Linked DNA regions of Mus musculus: all the other regions are linked to region 1. A link is a contact called in public HiChIP or PLAC-seq, Micro-C and promoter capture Hi-C data. All regions are on one chromosome and are shown on one strand. Each heading gives the region's core, a stretch centred on a gene start, on an enhancer-like site or on the middle of the called end of the contact. The rest is flanking DNA. Distances are from core to core; before and after follow the strand shown. Region 1 holds the start of Ube2g1 (ubiquitin-conjugating enzyme E2G 1). Region 2 holds the start of Hic1 (hypermethylated in cancer 1). Region 3 holds the start of Sgsm2 (small G protein signaling modulator 2). Region 4 holds the start of Cluh (clustered mitochondria (cluA/CLU1) homolog). Region 5 holds the start of Ccdc92b (coiled-coil domain containing 92B).

Region 1 (2,661 bases), core at 108-2,607:
AACCAACCCCTCCCCTATCCCAACCATAAAGCTGGATTAGTCCCTAGGTGGGCAGTATTTCAAAATGGCAGATTCACTCAATGTTTGTTTCTTTGGTCTGGTGGGACAGTGCTAGGGAGGTAAGCCAGGGCCTTGTGCCTGCTTGCCCAGTAATTTTTATTACATGCCTAACGGAATCTGCTCCTCTTGTTCACTTTACTTGGAGTTCACAGAAGCTTCATGCTTTTGTGGGTAGAAATGGACCTGATTTCCTATGCACAGTTTTTGTTTTCTACAGTCCAGGTACAGGGAAGTAGGGATTGAACAAACACTTATTGAAAGAACAAGCAAGGGGCTGGAGAGATGGCTTAGCGGTTAAGAACACTGGCTGATTTCCCAAAGGTCCTGAGTTCAATTCTCAGCAACATGGTGGCTCACAACCATCAGTAATGGGATCCTATGACCTCTCTTGGTGTGTCTGAAGAGAACAACAGTGTAGTCATATACATAAGTAAATAAATCTTTAAAAGAAAGAAAGAAGAAACAAAATTGAGTGTCAATGTTACTTTTCCCCCTTCCCTTTTTTGTTTCTTTATTGCTACAGTGTTGACAAAGCACTCAACTGGGAAATGGGCAAGGAGGTTGGATAAGGTTGACTTTTCCTAATCTCGGCTTTCACACTTGGACTTTACATAGTAGGTGCCTTTTCTAGAGGAGTCTGATCTATTATGGATCCTCATCCCCAGACGGAGATTGGGTATCACTGTGCAGCGAAGGGGACCTGGGTCTTCTAATCCTCAGCCTCAAGTGTTGAGATTACAGGAGAATACCACCTGAATCCGAACCATTTATCAGGTTGTGCTAATCACAACTCTGCACTTTACTCAGTCTTACTATTTACTTAAACGTTTTCTGCTATGAGACTCATAACATTTTTATTTCAAGGACCATTCTGTGCATTCTTTATGAATTATCACCATGCACTCTATTTTGCGGCTGCTTAAAATGGTGCACACCAGTACTAAATTCGGCTTTGTAACAATGACTAATTCGCACACCTCCGATGTAGTGTTGGATGGCTGCTGGGTCCTCGCCAACATCTACCACTTCTGGTCCCATCACGCTTAGACCTCCTGCTTATACCGGGAGGCAGCGTCCTGACCCTCCGCGACCTCTTTGTCATGGCGTCCGCGGGGCGTCTACCAGCCGACGCTTCCGCAGCTGGGCGGGCGTGGACCTTCCCAAGATGGCGGGGCTGAGCCCACTGCGCGCGGTGGGCGGGGTTCCACCGCCGGAGGCGGGGCAGCAGGGCCGAGGGGTCGGGCTAGCAGGAGTGCTGCTTCTGAAGGAGGCAGGCTCAGCGCGCTTGCGCGGAGCGGCCCTGCGCGCAGTGAGGCAGTGGCGGGGGAAGGCACCGGTGGGGCCGACGGGCGGGCAGAGGAGGGAAGCGGGCGAGCGAAGTCCCAGTGCGCGCCGCGGCGGCCCGGGTACCCTCCCCTTCCGGGCGTGAGGCGCTGAGCGAGGAAAGCCGAGCGGAGCGGACTCGCATAGGCGGCGAGGTGCTTCTCGGGTCTCCCAAGACCGGCCTCCCCGCGGCTTCGGCGCTCCGGTCCGGGTTCCTCAACACACATCTAGCTCCAGGCACCGGCAGAGCTTGTCGCCAGTCCGTCGAAGTCCCGGTGGCGGCCCGGGCTCTCGGTGGGGAGGATGACGGAGCTGCAGTCGGCGCTGCTACTGCGAAGACAGCTGGCAGGTGAGCGGCGGGGCGCCGGGCCGCGATCGCGGACTGCCGAGCCACTCGCCTCCTCTCGCCCGCTCGGAGGCTGGGTGGTGGCGGGCCGCGAGGGTGGGAGCCCGCGAGTCGCGGCGAGCTGGCGACACTCCTGGCCCGGCTGTGGAGGGTGTTGGGGGCGGGGACGCTCCCCAGCCTCGCCCTCGGACGGGCCGGACGCCCTGGGCGGCTGCCCCCTCCCCCACGGCACTGGGGCGTTGCGGGGGAGGGGCGTGGGTCCCGGTCGGGCCGACCCTCCCTGAGGGGCGGATCCCGGGCTCAGGTGCGGCGGAGGCCGCGGAACCTCGGGGACCCCGGGAGCTTGCGGGGTCCCCGCGCGGCTGTGAGTCCGAGCCGTGTCGGGGGCCGGAGAGGGGAGGCGCGCCAAACTTCTGGCCCGGCAGCGCGGGGTTCGCGGAGTTAGGGCAGACAACAAAAGCGACGGCGGGGCTGGCCCGGGTGCTGACGCGGGGCACCGGGGGGCTCGGCGGGGAGCGCGACTCCGCTTCGCCTGCCTCCGCCTGGCACGAGCTCGGGCTGCGCCGCCCGTCTGGGGGAGGGTGGGCGCGGGCGCTGGGGAGAGCGGCTCGCTGGCCGGCCCGGGCTTTGTGCTCCGTGGGCACGGCTCGGGCTCCTTCGCGCAGGCTCGCGGCCACCGGGCTGCGGCCCGCCTTAGGCTCTGGCCAGGGGCGGCGGCTCAGTGCCTCCCCCGTGGAGTCTCTGTCCCCCTCCCCCATTGTCCCGGCCTCTGGCCGTTTGCGGCTTCCAGGTTGACTTTTTAGGGGGTTGGCTCCTACTCTGCTAGGACTGTGTGAGCGGAGCATGCGCGCTGGAGGCGTACGTGTGCGGAGTGGAAGGGGGGGAGGGAGGAGGCGGGTTGGTGCCTTCACAATGCCGCCCCACGTGCTGCC
Region 2 (2,661 bases), core at 89-2,588, 2.6 Mb after region 1:
TGAGGATGCTCCCGAGGTAGCCGGCGCACGAGGACCAGATTGTCCCGGGTCCCTTGCCCTTCCCTGTCGCCAACTCGAGGACCCACCTGGGGGGCATGTCGGAAGCCCCGGGCCCGGCTGCCGGCGGATCCAGGGGGGGACGTGGCTGCAGTGCGCTGCCCTCCGCCCGCCGGGCCCCCGGTCGGTCTGTCTTGCCGGTCCGTCCTCCCCGCGTCCTGGTCGCGTCTCAGCCCCTCCGCGCTTTCCGCACACTCTTATCTGGAGCGGCCCGAACCGGCAGACGCTGCCGCGGCCATGGCGCCACCTCGCGGCCACGCGGGGACTGTGTGCGGCTGGGCTGCGACCTCTGGCGCACACCTGGGCCAAGAGGCTTGCAGATGCGGAGCTGAGCAGATCTTGCAGGTTCGCGCGCTTCCAGATGTGCCCACCTGGAGACTCAGATATCGGACCTGGGAGTCCCATAAACCTGGGGGTTTTGTGCTGAGTGCTCCCGAGTACATATTTATATGTTATATCGCGCCAATTCGGGGGGGGGGAGGGGAAGGTTCTGTCTTCAAATGAGGAACTCTTAAGCCAGGGATGGTGGCGCATTCTTGTAATCATCCTAGCATAGCACCCAGGAGTTGGAAGCAAGAGGACCAGGAGTTCAAGGTCAGCCTCTACTACCTGAGACCCTATCTTAGAAAAGGGGTTGGGGTGGAACACTACGAACAGTATTCTGTGAGAGGGCGAGCTTAGAAATCCTAAGTGAGATGAAGGTACATACGTTCGGAGCAGGAGCGGGGCGGCTTTTATTAGACATTTCTGAACACCATTATTCACTTGGACTCAGTGGAGAGAGACACATTCCAACTCTCCCTCAGACACATGTTATCAGTATGCACATCATAAACCGTCCACACTCAAACTCTGTCCAAGCAGTGACAAGGGCGCGCCATGTTTACACAGACCGCCCACCCCCTCCCGGAGTCCCAACTTCTTGGGCTACTGCGGAGGCTACTACGTGAAACGGGGTAGAGGTCCTACCAAAGAGCCCTCCCCGAACTTGCGGGTCTCCAGAAGGACCCTAGAGCCCTCCATTGGAAATAGCTGGACAGAGCCCCCTTGCGACGTGCCCCTCAAGTCCCCAATCCCCCATCTAAGCAGTTTTGAGGGATCTTAGTTTGCCCCCCCCCAATACACCATTCGAGAGATATCACGAGAACGGGCGGCTTGAGACCCCCTCAAAAAAAGATCCTACACGCCACACAAGGGAGAGCTCATTCATGTTGGTGACTCCTCTTTTAGGAGGGAGGGGAGCGTGCACCAGCTCTTGGGTGCTCACCGGAAATGTCCCTGCATAGCGGGGCGGAGGCATAAGCACCGTTGCAAGCACCGCGCCTCCGTGGCCCACGCTCCGCCTCTTCCCCGCACCTCCTGACCCCCGCCCACGCTATAGGGGGGGTCCCCCCAAACCGCCCACAGCTTCTTATTGGCTGCGCCATCCTCCGTGGCCAAGCCGGAGAGGCTGGGGCTCAGAGTTACTATGGTAACCAATGAGGTTCCCGGGATCTCATCTCTCAGAGGCCTTGGAGAGCTTAGCAACCGCGCGGGGCGCAGGGCGGGTGGGGGCTACGCTCGCCGCACCCCACGCTGTCTTCGAGCCCCCACTCCCCCGCTTGAGGTAGTGGCTGAGTCACTCGCCCGGGGCAGCCGGCCGGGCCTCTAGCTGTACCAGTGAGACACCAAGGTCTTGGGCGCCTCCTAGAGGCTGCGTTTCTTTGGCAGGAGACTTCTATGCCTGGCCTAGGCTTCTGGTCCAAAGAGTCTTCAAGGCTCACCAGGTTTCCGCGACAGTGTGCTCCGCCTCCATCTAATCCACTTACTACTTCGTATCTCCGTACAGTGTCCATACAAGACAAACACTGCAGTCCCACGGTGGACTCCACAATTTCTGAGCTCTAGGAGAAGTGAAGAGGTACCTTGGTATCTCTGTCGAGGGATACGCCTTGGGGCTGAAGCGGAAGTGTAACGGAGCGTTTGAGGATAAGAAGGCTCCCCAGAAGTGCTCTTAGGGATGAGTTTTGACAACTCTGAGTTCTCCCACAAGCAAGGGTGTCTCTGATGTCTCTGTTTTAAATGTTTTCTCCTTTTAATGGGGTTAGATCGTGCGAGTCTGGAGAGAAAGCTCTGTATGTGTTTTACACAATGGAGTTTATCCGCTGGTTGACCCATAAGGAGGTCGGCTGGGTCTTCAGTTCCTTCTTGTTCTATCCCTCTCCACCGACTCAAGCCCTTGTTGTATCGCTATGGGGCCAACCACATAAACCTTGCCCAAGTTTCACTGTGTACTCCCCTCCCCTCCCCTCCCCTTCTCTCCTCTCCTCTCCTCCACGCCCCACCACCACCACCACCACAGTTTCAAGTCTACGGCTAGCCTCGAACTCACAAAGGCGTCTACTTCCCACGTACAAGGATGCGCACCACCATGCCCCTCCTCTTAACTTTGCTTTCCCCTTCTTCCTGAGCTCCTCTGGTCATCCTGGTGCAGCTTCCTCCTCTCCGTGAACGCATGACGACCCCATTTAGAGCCCGGAGACAGAATCGGGCTGTTTTGGAGGACCTGTTCCATATCGTATTTGCCTTTAGTCTATTCTGACTCCTTTAGAAAGGAGTCCCAGC
Region 3 (2,661 bases), core at 54-2,553, 2.3 Mb after region 1:
AGGGTGCATGAAAAAATATGATACATTTATGTATGTGAGAGAAACAGTATTATCCTATTTTAAAAAGAAACTAGGAAACCAAGACTTGAGTTTAAGTAACTTTACTCAAGTTCACAAGTAAAGCTCAAGTAAGTCTGGACAACTCAAGACTATCTCACCAAACCTCAGTTTCCAGGATCAGCAGCTATATTTATTAGAGTGCCTACCAGTGTGCCAGGCTCTGGAAACAAAACAGTGAACAAGCAGACAGGTTTTTTGTTTTGTTTTGTTTTGTTTTTGCCTTCCATAGTTCACACCTGGTAGACCCAGCTAGAGAGGCAGGCTGAGGAGGGAGGCCTCACTCATCTCATCTACACTGCAGGCTCTTTCACAAGCTGGTGAGTCATTCGTATGAGCAGCCCCCCCCTCCCAACCCCCGAAATTGAAATGAGCTTCTAAGCAGCGTCAAGGTAAAGGGAATTAGTGGAGAGAAACTCTTGTTTCTGAAGGATTTCCCTCAAAAGGGCAAAAATAATCTGAGTCTTAAAAACCATTCTTAAAAATACCCGAGTTCCTGGGTAAGGAGGTGGGCGTGGAGGGAGAAACGGTGAGGTGTGCAGCGAACCCTCTGCTAGCCACGACTCACTTGCCAGGGGAACACAAGAGGGCGGTGTGTTGGACACCCGAGGGCGAAGCCCCTGGAACTGTGGCTCGCAGCCTCCAGGAGGCCCGTGGGGACCCCGCCCCCTCCCCGGGCAGTACCCGCAATGAATGGGCAACTCGGGTTCTCCAGCAATCGCCGCCACCCCTCCCCCGATCGCGGTCTCCCCGCGCTGCTGCCGTCACTGGGCGGGGAACGGGAGCACCGTGGAGCAAACAAGCCCCAGGGCGCAAGCCTGACCCTGGCCGAGGGCGCTGCCCGGGACATGCAGAGAGGGGCGTGGGGCGCGGCCCGCCCAGGACCCCGCCCCCGCCTGGCACGGTGGGCTGGCAGCCGCGCGCGTGGGTGCCTCCACCTCTCTGCTCCCGAGCCAGCGCGGGAGGGGTGCGAGCCCCTTGAGACCTTGCCCCGGACCGTACCTCCTTCTTCACGTTCCACAGCAGCTTTTCTTTGACCGCGTCCTCTGCGCTGCCCATGGTGCGGCAGGTGGCGGGCAGGTGGCACCGAGTGGCCCCCCGAGCCCCCGGTGCGCCCTCACCGCCTCCGCGCCTCCCGACTCAGCGCCCCACACGCGAGGCGGAGTCCCCGCCCGCTGCGCTCCCCGCCTGCAGCCGCCGCAGCCACTGCCCGGTGCTCAGCTCCGCAGCCATCTTCCGAGCCCCGCAGACGTCAGGCAGCAGGCCCGGCCCCTTCCCACTGCCGGCAGGGAGGGGGTGTGTGCGCCGCAACTGGGGAGGTGGGGGGGGGGGTCAAGGGCGGGTGCGGACGCCTGGGGGCGTCGGGGCCGGGCGCGCGCCGCAGGGACGGTTGTCATGGCGACTGGCCGGCTCCCGCCCCGAGGGCGCGAACCCGCATTGTGAGCGCTGGGAAGTCAGCCGCTCCGGCCTGCGCCGCGCAGCGGGCGGACTTTGGGAATGTGCTTGTGTCTGGGCAAACCTCAACCACCGTGACCGCTCCCGACTTCTGGCCCCTGGGAGAGGAGCTATACGGAGCCAGGGTCTCGGCTCTGCGTCACTGTGGTTCGAACCTGGTCCTGTCACTCCTCCGGATCCTGTGGAGTGTTCATATATTACTTGCAGCTCAGTCGCAAAGCTTGCAGGAGGAAAGCAAGGACCCGACTGTGAGCTCCTAAGAACAGGTGCCCGAGCGCAAGGGGAAGTCTTCGCCCTCCTCCGGGTCGCCGACATCCGCTTTGGTTCATCTTGCAGATTTGTGGGAAGAGGGGGGCGCGAGTTGGAATAAGAGACATTCCAGAGCCGGTGACACGAGCCCCTTCTAAGTGCTTCGCGTTGGAAATTAGAGTAATAGAGGAAAGGAAAGGCCACTCAGGTACAAATGTCACCCCTTTGTACAGTTCACTGGGACCGCAGAGAGCGGCGTGCAATAGTCTACGTGAAAAGACTTTTATTTCTTCCCACGTGATGCAACTGAAGCGTGCAAAAATGGAAAGATGGGCGCAAAATTGACCTCCTAATCCAGAGCCGGAGCCGGGAGACTCCTGCCGGCATCCTCCATCTCTCAGCAGAGGACTGCAGCGTGGGAAAAGGCACCACGACGTCTCTGCGGACACTCAGGGCGCTGCGCTTGCAGGCTGGCGGCAAAAAACCTCGCGAGAGGTCGCGGAAGTGCTAAGCCTGAAGTCCGTCCCCAGGGCCGGAAACGCTCGGGTCCGCCCGGAAGTAGAGTTCACTTGGTGCACACGTGGACTGCAGAATGGCGGCTCACCGCTCCGGGCCGCTGAAGCAGCAGAATAAAGCTCATAAAGGCGGGCGGCATCACGGCGGTGGGTCCGCACAACGGGACAGCAAAGGTGAGTAGACAGGAGGGAGAGGGGCTGCTTAGCCGGTACCCGTGCCCACACCGAGACTAGACTTGGGACCCTTGCCCAAGGCTCTTAAGCGGCGCAGGAAGGTTCTTGTTGGTTGATTTGACTGAGAGGAGAAGAGCAGCCACTTCCGATCTGCCTTCCAGGCCGGGTAGGACCGAAAATCCTCTGCAAGAAGCTGAAGAGGCAGCTCAGC
Region 4 (2,661 bases), core at 77-2,576, 2.0 Mb after region 1:
ATTTCTCTCCTCCCTCTCCCTTCAATGGAGGGTTCCTTCTTCTTTTGGCTTCAGTTCTCATCATCACATGTGCTCTAGGGGCAAACTGAACTTCCTATGTATTCTATTCTGACAGTGTGTTACTATGTAGCCCAAGCTGGTCTCCAAATTCAGGTCCTCCAGCCTTTACCTATCAAGAACTGGGATTGCAGGCCCTTGTGGTCACACTAGATCTCTAAAAGGAAAGCAGATTTAACTTTCCTTTGCAATGTATACAAGGGTGTATGTAGACCGCTCCCATCTCAGCCTCAGATTGCCAGGGTCCATTAAATCCTAGCAAGTGTAAAGACTGTGTTTAGTGTTTCACAAAGGGCTTTTCCACCTGTGCATGGAAGGCTTACCCTGTCCCCTCTCTGCCTGAACATAACTGTCTGGATAGACCTGGTTTCAATATCACCTGAGACTAGGGTTGTCTCTCAGCAGTAGACACCTTTACCATGCCAGAGGTCCTGAATTTAATACTCAGTAGGGCACACACAAGAAAAGTACCCCCCCTCCCCCAGCAATCATGGACCTCACTCCTTATTCCCCACCCAACCAAAAGAACTGAAAAATAGATAACAACTATAGTAAGGATCTATTTATTGGTCTAAATCTGAACTTGTTCTGTGACTTTGGCCCTCATTGTCCTTCACTGTAAACCAAGATAGTGGCCTGGAAGTGAGTGAGTGTGTGTGTGTTTTACACAGATAGGGGAGGAGCCCATGGTGCTGAGTCCAAGTTTTCATAGTCTGTTTCTGACACTTTATGCATATTTGCAACCTGCACACCTTCCTCAATAATCCACACTTGATCTTAGCCAAAAGGCCTAGAAGCGATCTTCCTCAATAATCCAAATACACTCTAGACCCTTCCCTTCAGTAGGAAAGAGCCCACTCGGTGAGGAGGATACAGAGGGTCGTGATAACAAAGCTGCTTTAGAACGACGCGGTCTTTTGGCAGATGCTCAATAAGAAGCAGAGGGTCATTGGGGGAGGGGGAATAGGGAGCGAAGGCAGTCCTAGACAAGTCTCCACCCAAGGTCACGGCGCCCGCCCAACGGGCGGCGAACCTAGGAAACGTCTCCCGGAAGCCCCGCCTCACCAGGGGGCCGAGGCCTCTCCCCTTTGAGCCCGGACGCGTTGCCTTTAAGGCTTTGAAAGAGTCACTGAATCTGTGAACTGACTACGGAGTGCTCGGTGTTTTGTCCCTCGTCGTCTGCCGTGGGCAGGCCGGGCGCGAGGGCGGGGTAGGGGAGCGGCGGCGGGGTCAAAGGCTAAAGCGCGCACCACGTGGGCCGGTGACTCCGTCCTTCCCGCAGCGGCCGTGGCGCGCAGGGCACTTGGGTTAGTGGCGCGGCGTGCGGCGCGGACAGGCGAGCCGGACGCCTGCTCCCGCCATGGTCATCAAGACGGACGAGTTGCCGGCGGCCGCCCCGGCCGACAGCGCCCGGGAGCACGGCTCGCAGGCCGGCGGCAAGGGGCGGCCGAACGCGGCTGGTGAGTGAGTGGGCCGGGGGCAGGGACAGCTGGGCTAGAGCCCGGGCCGAGTCCGGCCGGAGGGCTCGGGACTCGGTGGGAACAACCGTCTTCCCTCCGCGTCAGTGTGGGCGGTGCACTGGGCCGCCCCCGCCCTGAAGGTCACCTTCAGTGGCACCCCCGGCTACGGCCTGGACTTCGCACGTGGGGACCGTGGAAGGGCATCCACGGCGGACACACTCGCGCAAGATCGCGGGGACACGTGCGCGCACACGCGGTTTGGTTTCAGGGTGCGCCGCCGCCGCAGACCGATGGAATCGGCGGCCCCACCCCCTCCGCGCCCCTGCTTGGGGAGCTCTTGGGGCTGGGGGCAGTGACACTTGCGGCCCTGCCACCTTCTGGTTCTCTTGTCCTAGACGTTCCTGTGCGGCAGAGCTGCAGCACTGTGAGTGAGGCTCAGTTTGGAGCTGCCCAAACTTGGACTATGGGAAGAGCGCAAGTTGGGGTGTGTGTGTGTGTGTGTTATTGGGGTGGGTTGTCTCTGGTACATTCTTAGAGACAAGGGCTTAACCCCAAGTCATCAGGCTGTGGTCTCAATTCTTTTAGTTACTGGCCTCCACTTGATCAGGGGTTTGGGGTCCTGCCTGTGTGTGGGCAAAGCCTAGCTGTTTGTCAGGGGGAGGTGTTTGTGCCTGAACTTGATCATTAACCTGCCTTATTGCGAAAAGTGGGTCAGACTAGAGCTGCTGTTTTTTTAAGGCAAAGGTCATTAGTGTGGAGTGGAGCGCCCAGCTCTCCCCCGTGGGGGCTGTGTGGTGGTGGCTTTGGGAGTGGCAGAGGCTTGTCTAGGGGTGGGGCCTACTTCTCTTGTACTTAGCCTGTGCCCTTTCTGTTAGTTTTTTACCAAGTCTCAGGCTCCAGCCTTGAAACTGGAAACCCCTTCCTAGGGCCTCCTCACTTTTCCTCAGAGCCAGCCTGGTCCTTTCTACCCAGGATGCCAGTGAGTGCAGACCCTCTTTATCTCTCTTTTCCTCAGCTCATCTCCTTATTCTTCCCAGCTCCGGTGAGCAGACTAAGGCTAACACGGGAGTAAGGATGGCCCTAATGGGCCTAGCACTTGCTAGACTGTTATCCATCACAGTGGACTTACCTTGCCCAAGACAAG
Region 5 (2,661 bases), core at 106-2,605, 2.0 Mb after region 1:
AACTCAGGAAACAGGCATGAGGATCTCTGTGAATTCAAGGCCAGCCTGGTCTATGAAGCAATAGAGTTCCAGGCCAGCAAGAGCTACACACATAGTTTTTTTTTTGTTTGTTTGTTTTTTTTGGTTTTTCGAGACAGGGTTTCTCTGTATAGCCCTGGCTGTCCTGGAACTCACTCTGTAGACCAGGCTGGCCTTGAACTCAGAAATCCGCCTGCCTCTGCCTCCCGAGTGCTGGGATTAAAGGCGTGCGCCACCACGCCCGGCTAGCTACACACATAGTAACGCCTTGTTTAAAAGCAAAATTAAGGCCTTGTAGAAATTTGGCTCAACAAGAAAGTAAATATTTGGCTTGTAATGGAGTGAGGTATTCCAGACCAAACTTTAGGTCTGAGTCCTTAAAGACCACCTCTCCCTTCAGCATGATAAGGTAGGATTGGAAATGTGTTGCCTTTGGGAACTCCGAGCCTCCTGAACCCCTGTCATCAACCATCATGTGTACAGGTGTCTAGTGAGCCCCCACACTATAGTGAGCACTGTACAGGTATTAACTCATTTAATTCTCACAACAACCCAATGGTGCACTCCATACACCACCATCTCTCCAGAGAAGAGAAAGATGCTGATGGTGCCAGAACTCTAAGATGAGCAGAGTAACTCTAGAAATCTGTTTACAGAAGAAAGGAAAAGGAGGAGGAGGAGAAGAAGGAAGAGGAGGAGGAGAAGGAGGAGGAGGAGGAGGAGGAGGAGGAGGAGGAGGAGGAGGAGGAGGAGGAGGAGGAGGAGGAGGAAGAGACCCGGCTCAACACCAATAGTGCCTTATGCGCCTTATACTTTTTACGGACTTTGGAATTTATAAAAGATCTTTTCTTGATTCTGGGTACCATCATATAAGAGGTGAGGTGATTCACCCAAGGTCACAAAACTAGTGAGACATCTGGCACAGCTTTGCTGCTGCCTCTACCAGGAACACATTTTCAGACTATCCAGCAGCTCTCGAATACCCCAGCTCGTGGGTACCCCAGCAGGCAGCGGGCGCTGCCTCACTTAGAGAGGCGGAGCGGATCCTGGCCTGTGGGCCTGGGCGCTGTCCGCGGTGCTGATCGGTCGCCGCGTCCCTGCTCGCCTAGTCGTCTGTGGTGTCTCGGGCTCCCTCCTCAGCTCCCAGCCAGGGCCGGATCCGAGGATTCTGCTGCTCGCGGGGTGCGAAGGCCCGGATCCTGGGGCTCCCCGAGGTCCCAGGGTTCCCCTCCCCCGCCCCAGCCTCCCCTCCCCCCGCCCCGCCCACGGCCCCTCCCCGAGCGCCCCAGGTCCCTCCCTTCCCCCTTATCTCTCCCACCCCCCGCCCCCTCCAGCTCGTTCGCCAGTTCCGGTCACGTTGCTGGGTGTTTACGCCCGAAGCCTGCCCTAGGCCCCCCACCTCTGCGCCCCGGAGCCCCCCAGAGCCCTGGAGTCCGCACCCCACAGCCTCGCAGCAGTTGATGGCGCCGCAGCCGGGCCGCGCTCTGCGGATCCATGAGCGCAGCTAGCGCGGGAGAAGAGCTCTTCCAGAGACCCAGCGAGGCCCGGGCCGGGCCCGGCGGCTCTCTCGGGTCCGCAGGTGAGCAGGCCGGCGGTGGGTGTAGAGGGTGGGCGCTGGCTGGGTGATCAGGGTGATGAAGAGAGCCCCTGAGCTCCGGCTCCGCCTGGAGGGCTGCGCGGGGTCTGGCACCGCAGCGCGCGAGAGGCGGGCAGGACGCGGGCTGCTGGCAGAAGTTGTCCTCCGCCGCCAGACCCGAGCCCTTCCCGGCATTGGCAGGGGGTCCAAAGCAGTCCAGACCACCACTCGCACCGTTCTGCCTGCTCTTCGTATCCTGGCTGGTTCCTCTCTTCCCTATACCCTGTGGTATCCATAACCCTCAACCCTGCCCCCCACCCTGCAGACCCCCTAGTTCTGGGTGTCAAATTCGAGGCATAAACTACAGAGCATCAAGATTGAAAGGTGGGTCAAGTTTTTCCCGACACCCCACTCCCATGTACCTGAATCCTCAGCAATGCTGAGGTTGGGGTTGTGGGATCTTCAGTGGAGCGGGGAGCCAGAGTTGAGGGGTGTCTGGGAGGAGGGACTCTGTAGTGCGGAGGATCACAGGTCCTTAGAGAATGTCTCTGCTACCAGCCCCCACCTTGCAGACAGAGTCCCAGACACTTGTCAAAGGCCAGATCTTGGTTCCAGACTCGTCCTCAGGAGAGCCAAGGACTTAGAGGGGGTGGCAGAGTAATTATTTTTTAATACGTGTACTCACTTGCCCTGGTGATTCCCAGTAAGACTCAATTCATTCTCTCGGCTTCACTCTTGGCTGTGTGGTTTGTTTCTTGCAAGGAATTCCCAGAGTCCAAACTGCCCGCAAGAAGGCTCTAAAATGCAAAGGAGAAGTCAGATTTCAGGAGACAGAAACTGGGTGGAGTGTAGGAAGCTAGGGCATGGCTGTACAGGGAGAGAGTTTATCTGGAGAGCAAGAGGTAGAATCCAAAAAACAACAACAAAAAAGAGGTTTAGCCAGCAGATGTAAAGTGTGGCTGCCTTCTGAGGAGCTATGTGTTACAGGGTGAGTGCCTCAAAGTGTCTCCTAGGTGTCAGCACAGTTGTGCATGTCCGGCAAAGGGCTTTACCTCTCTGGGGTCCTG

What was found. Promoter capture Hi-C pulls out the DNA fragments that hold promoters and counts their contacts. A called contact is a pair of places that touch in the nucleus more often than the background predicts. HiChIP or PLAC-seq counts read pairs in DNA pulled down with a chosen protein or histone mark.
Region 2: a contact with region 1 is called in a Micro-C map of embryonic stem cells, with 3 times the contacts expected there. The contact joins the promoter of Hic1 here to the promoter of Ube2g1 in region 1. A contact is called at or near these places in 2 of 484 Hi-C or Micro-C datasets (B cells and embryonic stem cells) and 1 of 115 datasets of contacts at active chromatin or transcription factors (astrocytes).
Region 3: a promoter capture Hi-C map of liver shows a contact between it and region 1, with 7 times the contacts expected there. The contact joins the promoter of Sgsm2 here to the promoter of Ube2g1 in region 1. A contact is called at or near these places in 5 of 39 promoter capture datasets (cranial neural crest, hippocampal neurons, liver and 2 more) and 2 of 115 datasets of contacts at active chromatin or transcription factors (astrocytes and embryonic forebrain).
Region 4: a contact with region 1 is called in an H3K27ac HiChIP or PLAC-seq map of extraembryonic endoderm stem cells, with 7 times the contacts expected there. The contact joins the promoter of Cluh here to the promoter of Ube2g1 in region 1. A contact is called at or near these places in 1 of 39 promoter capture datasets (hippocampal neurons) and 3 of 115 datasets of contacts at active chromatin or transcription factors (astrocytes, epiblast stem cells and extraembryonic endoderm stem cells).
Region 5: a contact with region 1 is called in an H3K4me3 HiChIP or PLAC-seq map of stem cell-derived neural progenitor cells, with 8 times the contacts expected there. The contact joins the promoter of Ccdc92b here to the promoter of Ube2g1 in region 1. A contact is called at or near these places in 3 of 39 promoter capture datasets (cranial neural crest, embryonic stem cells and hippocampal neurons) and 3 of 115 datasets of contacts at active chromatin or transcription factors (astrocytes, epiblast stem cells and stem cell-derived neural progenitor cells).

The regions. Positions count from the first base shown.
Region 1 is chr11:72,605,904-72,608,564 of GRCm38.p6, forward strand. Ube2g1 (ubiquitin-conjugating enzyme E2G 1) reads left to right here and starts at 1,358. Exons shown (of 6, transcript NM_025985.4): 1 at 1,358-1,732. The coding sequence starts at 1,687. Gm51906 (a long non-coding RNA gene) reads right to left here and starts at 1,260. Exons shown (of 4, transcript XR_003949712.1): 1 at 1,038-1,260.
Region 2 is chr11:75,168,917-75,171,577 of GRCm38.p6, forward strand. Hic1 (hypermethylated in cancer 1) reads right to left here and starts at 1,339. Exons shown (of 2, transcript NM_010430.2): 1 at 87-1,339. The coding sequence starts at 603.
Region 3 is chr11:74,895,766-74,898,426 of GRCm38.p6, forward strand. It overlaps Sgsm2 (small G protein signaling modulator 2), which reads right to left and starts at 1,304. Exons shown (of 23, transcript NM_197943.3): 1 at 1,060-1,304. The coding sequence starts at 1,116. It overlaps Tsr1 (TSR1 20S rRNA accumulation), which reads left to right and starts at 2,315. Exons shown (of 15, transcript NM_177325.3): 1 at 2,315-2,450; 2 at 2,612-2,661. The coding sequence starts at 2,354.
Region 4 is chr11:74,648,178-74,650,838 of GRCm38.p6, forward strand. It overlaps Cluh (clustered mitochondria (cluA/CLU1) homolog), which reads left to right and starts at 1,327. Exons shown (of 26, transcript NM_001081158.3): 1 at 1,327-1,517. The coding sequence starts at 1,418.
Region 5 is chr11:74,618,250-74,620,910 of GRCm38.p6, forward strand. Ccdc92b (coiled-coil domain containing 92B) reads left to right here and starts at 1,356. Exons shown (of 4, transcript NM_001013784.1): 1 at 1,356-1,597. The coding sequence starts at 1,513. Gm50590 (a long non-coding RNA gene) reads right to left here and starts at 2,610. Exons shown (of 3, transcript XR_001780261.2): 1 at 2,280-2,610; 2 at 2,017-2,159.